Regions from separate parts of the Mus musculus genome. Here region 2 is linked to region 1. A link is a contact called in public promoter capture Hi-C data. All regions are on one chromosome and are shown on one strand. The core of a region is the stretch at or near the end of the contact, and the rest is flanking DNA. Distances in the headings are between cores, read along the strand shown. Region 1 has its middle 3.8 kb from the start of Defb41. Region 2 holds the start of Tfap2d (transcription factor AP-2, delta).

Region 1 (3,028 bases), core at 198-2,697:
ATTGTTGTGAAGAGACACTATTACCAAGGCAACTCTTATAAAGGACACCATTTAATTGGGGCTAGCTTACAAGTTTAGAGATTAAGCCCATTATCCTCAAGGCAGGAAGCTTGGCAGGATCCAGGCAGTCATGGTGCTGGAGACAGAGCTGAGAGTTTTACATCTTGTTCCAAAGGGACCCAGAAGACTGCCTTTCAGGCAGCAAGGAGAAGGGTCTGAAATCCCACCCCCACAGTGACACACATTCTTCAACAAGGACACACCTACTCCAACAATACACCTCCTAATAGTGCCACTCCTTGGATCAAGCATATTTAATCTATCACAGACATAATGGCCATGTGTATGTGGGCAGCATAAGTTATACATAATAAGTTATTTAATAAAAAGAAGACAAAAGTTGTGAGGGATGATGAGATCTGGAGGGTGCCATCATAGACTTAAAGTCTAGGACTTTCCTTGTTGGAGCAGAAGGTAGTTCTAAGGTGCAGGCACCTAGCCCTATCACCAAGCCTGATGAATTGAGAAACAAATTCTTCCTTGGAAACAGATTCTGCAGACTTGATCTTACAGGTTGTCTTTTTTTTTTTTCTTCAATAATTAATTTATTTATTCACTTTACATCCTGATCTCAGACATGTTTTTCCTCTCCTCCCAGCCCCATCCTCTCAAACTCTTCTCCCATTATCCACTCACTTTCTCCTCTGAGAAGGCTTCTAGGCTAAGAACCCAGTCACTATTCTTATCAGGACAATAGGATGTACACCGAATTTCATTTATCTACTTGTCAGAATTTGCCACCTACTGGTCAGGTCACCGAACCAGTCTGTCTAAAGTTTCCAACAAAAAGCCTGACCACAGACAGTAGGCGACCTGTACAGAGGACCTAAACAGGCTTCTTTGTCAGAAACCATCTAGGATAGACCAAGGCTATCCTAGAAGGTGGCCTTCATGGAGTTGGCCCACCATCTTTACATGGCTAATGATGGGTGAGCTCTGAGAAGCATGGTTCCAAAGACCTCATTTCTGGATTGCTTTATGCAGCTGATAGGCCTTTGCTCTCACTATTACATAGTCTCAATATTCCTGGACATTAGCCAGCCGTTTGAGCAAATTTCCTGCAGGTCTACATAAAGATAAACTTTCATGAACCATTACTGTTTAGATGAATTACTGATTTTACAGAATTCCTGATTTGATTTAAATAATCTTAAGATGAAAGTTTTAAGAAATGGTTTTAGTTGTTTTGCTCAAAAGATGTAGTAAATTTAGAATCAAAATATTTTTTCAATGAGTTTGTTTATATAGTGGATTGCTTTGATGGATTTCCATATATTGGACCATCCCTGCATCTCTGGAATGAAGCCTACTTGATCATGGTTGTCGCAGACCCTTTTGGTCCCTGTCTGCATCTGTGTTGTGTATTCCCTTGTCTGGGTAAGGCCGGCTATTGTCCCAAGTAAACACTCTACAGACCAGCCCTGAGCTATTCGGGCTCTGTTCTTTGTAATGCCTAATTAGTTTCGCTGTCTCTACTAAAAGTAAATTTGAATGTTACTGAATGGGTAACATTCTTACTGAATTCCTACTGAATTCCAAGTTTGTCGGCTTCAAGGATTTTTCTGGGACATTGGAATACTGGCAAATGCTTATCTATGTCAGAATTCAATCTTTAAAGGCACTTATAATAAAATAATACTAAAAGAGAGCACATGGATCCATACACCAGACTAACGGGGATAGGGTATGAGTATAAGTGTCATGAGAATGCCAAGGTTCCAGGTTGGGTTTCCTTGAAACTCTTTGCCTCATGCGTGCTTCCAGGCCTCTCAGCCTGCCAAGCAGACTTCACTGGAGTGTGTATTGCACATGGTGAATGATCTTTTTGATGTATTCTTGGTTTCAGCTTGAGAGAATTTTATTGAGTATTTTTGCATCGATTTTGATAAGGGAAATTGGTCTAACATTGTCCTTCTTTGTTGGGTCTTTATGTGATTTAGGTATCAGCCTAACTGTGGCTTCATAGAATGAGTTAGGTAGTGTTCCTTCTGTTTCTATTTTGAGGAATAATTTGAAGAATATTGATATTAGGTCTTCTTTGAAGGTCTGATAGAATTCTGCACTAAACTCATCTGGTCCTGGCCTTTATGTGGTTGGGAGACTTTTAATAACTGCTTCTATTTCTTTAGAGGTTATGAAACTGTTTAGATCATTTATCTGATCCTGATTTAACTTTGGCACATGGTATCTGTCTGGAAAATTGTCCATTTCATCCAGATTTTCCAATTTGTTAAAGAATAGTCTTTTGTAGTAGGATCTGATGAATTTTTAAAATTTCCTTGGTTCCCATTATGTCTCCCTTTTTCATTTCTGATTTTATTAATTTGGATTCTGTCTCTCTGCCCTCTGGTAAAACTGGATAAGGGTTTATCTATCTTGTTTTCTTAAAGAATTAGCTCCTGGTTTAGTTGATTATTTGTATTGCTCTCTTTGTTTCTACTTGGTTGATTTCATCCCTGAGTTTGATTATTTCCTATCTACTCCTCTTGGATGCATTGGCTTCTATTCATTCTAGTGTTTTTAGATGTCACAGATGCCAGGAAACAATGGGGATGCCATTAGCCTAAATACCTTACAAAGGGGATATAGAACCTGTAGAGATCATTTCCAGTGGTTAGGCACTGACTCCCAGTTGATGAATGGGGCCACCCACCCATCTAAAAATATTAACCTAGAATTGTTCCTGTCTAAAGGAAATGTAGGCGCAAAGTAGAGCAGAGACTGAAGCAAACAACATCACAACCAAAGACAGCACCACCTAGGAATCCATCCCATCTGTAGACACTAAACCCAGACACTATTGATTATGCCAAGAAGCTCTTGTGACAACAGCCTGATATAGCTGTCCCCTGAGAGGCTCTGCCAGAGCCTGACCAATACAGATGTGGATGGTCATAGCCAACCATCGGATTGAGCACAGGGACCCCAGTGGAGGAGTTAGGGGAAGGACTGAAGGAGCTGAAGGGGT
Region 2 (3,013 bases), core at 92-2,591, 830 kb before region 1:
TGGAAGGAAGAGGGGGAAAGGGGAGAGCAGAAAAACTTGAGGTTTGTCATTTTGCAACCAAGGCGCCACTCTCCCAGAGTCGGGAGCTTTCCCTGTCTCTCCCTAGGAGGAGAGAGCGCGCTGGGCTTCCGGAGAGCAGCCGGACTCAGTGAGTGCCTTCACCAAGCAGACTTCGCTAACAGTTGAACTGGGGGTGGGCGGCCTCGTCTTCACAGTGGAGAGAGCGGGGTGGGGTGGGGGGAATCCCCCACCCTATATAGGTGCGGGCGACATTACACATGCACACACAGTCAGACAGACAGACGGACAGACACACACACACACTCAAATACACTCACACCCTTCAATTCTCAACTTGTGCCTGGAGCTAGGCGTTGGGAGTCAGGTTTGCAGGTGACTGGGGGCTTAGGGGAGCAAGAGAGTCCACATGCAGAAAACGCTAGGATGCACATCGCTACTCCAGCCAGACCCTAGCACCGAAATGCCTCCTGGCCATGCGGAGGTGTTCAGCCTGAGCTGCTAAAAAAAAAATAAATAAATAAAAGGATCACCGTCCACAAATATAAAGGTATATATACATGTACATTAAAAATCCCAGTCCGTGCAAATTGTTCAACTTGCTCGCCCCCATAGCCACTTGTGTGCCATTTCTTGAATAAACCCCTTCTGAAAGGGATGCGCTGCGTTCTTCCCCCCCACCCCCCAACCCCCACGTCCACCTACTGTCCCTCATCAGTCCCCTTTCTTTGCTTTTCGGAGAATCCTTTCTGTGTCTCTAGCTTTCTCCTCGTCCCCACTTATTGTTAGGATTATGCTTCTCCCTCATTACTGCAAATGGTGCTTAACTTGGAGGAGAGTTGCCCTCCCTGCGACAGATGTCATAACGAACTTTCTCCCGTTCCCTTCCGTAACTTCTCCCGAAAGCCAGATTATAATTAAACGTAACGGTCCAATATAGATTAGAGGCAGGGGAAGCTGCCACCACCACCGCCACCACCACCGCCGCCGCCACACACTCACACACTCACGCGCGCGCGCTCACACACACACACAAAAAAGTAATAATACCTCCGCATCGTGGACTAGTCCGGGAAAGGTAGTTGACATGATGGGTTTCTCCAAAAGCTTACGATGCAATTTCCCCCTCCAAAAAAAGAATCAGGAAAAAAAAATCCAAAACTTCTTGTATTTTCCAATTTTTTTTAAAGGAAGAAAAAAAATGTTCCGTAGATAGAGATCTAAACTGTAATGGTTTTGCCCGGATCAGATAGCTCCTTGCCTCGTACCCACTTAAAAAACCTGTAGGAACAAAATTTTCCCTCTGCACAAAAGCAGCTCCCTGGAACAGATTTTGTACTTGCTGAGAATTTCTTTGGCTGATGTCGTAGGTCCCTTGGTAATATAGAAGTTTTGAAAATTAAGCATCAGCAGTGAGAACGGGGAGGACAATAGGCAGAAGAGATTTATCCCATGAGACAAGGAATAAATATTGTATCTTCGCCTAATAAGGAACTGGGGGTTCTTTCAACATTTTTTATCCATTTTCCACAACCTTTATCATGCTTTTCTATACCGACTGAGGTGAGGACGCATCTCTGCAGAGAGCATTTACACATTTTTATTGCGAAGATAGAAATCTATCCCCAATACATGCAGCTTACAGACAGAAACATATATTAATTAAACCTTTCTTTTACATGACTGGGCATTTGTTCCTATTGGTTCCACTCCCTGGATGTTGAAAGCTGATCTTTTTTTCCAACAGGCATTGCAATCAGTCTTGCCCAGTTGGGATGTCTGCCTTCTTCCAAGTGAAAACAATACCCCTTTTCTCATATTTACATTGAATTTCTGTTCTTCGTCCTTGAAAGGCAACACCAGGTGGTGGCTAACATTTTTTTAAGCAGTTTTTAAGATAGATAATCATGATGGACAGTCCTAAGTTTCTGTTACAAAGAAGTAGGACAACTGGAAAAATGTATGAGAATAAAGATGTGTGAGGATATTGCACACTTAAGTAAATGTCTTTCACTCCCCAACCCAGCCTGTTTTCCCCCCTTTACTATTTTTCTTTTCCCTTTTCTTTTAAACAGTGTGATTTTTGTTTGTTTGTTTGTTTGGTTTTTTTATTTGTTCTCCTCTCTGTGTCCCTCTCTGTATCTGTCTGTCTGTCTGCCTGTCTCTCCTTATTTCTATTTTGGAAGGTGGGAGTGTGGACCATTCAACAACAGGAAGCAGTTATATTACCCCTAAAGGACCCCCAAATACTTGCATTACATTTACAAAGAGGGTGCTGGAAAGGGACAGGGAACAACAGCGCACACTGACACACACACACACACACACACACACACCTATTTCCATTTCTTCTAGGTTTCTCAACTTTCAAACAGTTTTAGAGTTATACTTCATCCAAAATTTAGGCTGATCCACTGAGTTATCTAGTGTCTTGAAGGTCTCTCTCTCTCTCTCTCTCTCTCTCTCTCTCTCTCTCTCTCTCTCTCTCTGTGTGTGTGTGTGTGTGTGTGTGTGTGTGTGATAGCAACAAGCTCAAGATATAGAGGCTATGCTAGGTTTTATCAGCAAACTTGCCTACTCAAGGGGGAAAAAAATAAAACACCCAAAACCTGGAGGGTTAGTTGGCCCCACCAGCTCATCTCAGAGATAGACAGGGTAATTCAGTCTTAATTGCTATTTCATTTGGTTCCCTTTTAAGTGTTTAAGCTGAGAAGGTGTCTTAATAATAAGCCGCAGGCAAACAGACATGTGGCTTTTTTTTTTTTTTTTTTTTTTTTTTGGTTGAGGGTATGGGAGGTTTTATTAGGGCATGCTCACACAAGGTACACAAGGTAGCCGGGCCTGTCACTCAGAGCTATTGGCTCTATACATAAGGACACATGACAAGAATTAAAATGCATTGTCTGCAATAGACATCCAAGATGCCTCACTTCCACACAGGATCAGCAGCCTATATTTGCTCCCCTTGTTAAGATGGACTTATCTCCACTCCCCA

Evidence for each region. Promoter capture Hi-C pulls out the DNA fragments that hold promoters and counts their contacts.
Region 2: a contact with region 1 is called in a promoter capture Hi-C map of stem cell-derived epiblast-like cells, with 4 times the contacts expected there. The contact joins the promoter of Tfap2d here to the enhancer-like site in region 1. A contact is called at or near these places in 6 of 39 promoter capture datasets (the 3T3-L1 cell line, embryonic stem cells, hippocampal neurons and 2 more).

Annotation. Positions count from the first base shown.
Region 1 is chr1:18,267,465-18,270,492 of GRCm38.p6, reverse strand. No RefSeq gene overlaps it. Among named protein-coding and RNA genes, the nearest start is that of Defb41, 3.8 kb to the right of the region's middle. Within about 2 kb of position 1,447, at least 8 of the 459 cell types and tissues checked have an H3K27ac peak or open chromatin away from gene starts, as enhancers often do. A contact at or near this core is called in embryonic stem cells and stem cell-derived epiblast-like cells, where this site is marked.
Region 2 is chr1:19,101,350-19,104,362 of GRCm38.p6, reverse strand. It overlaps Tfap2d (transcription factor AP-2, delta), which reads right to left and starts at 1,341. Exons shown (of 8, transcript NM_153154.3): 1 at 1,069-1,341. The coding sequence starts at 1,107. The region is part of intron 1 of Gm15825 (predicted gene 15825); the gene reads left to right.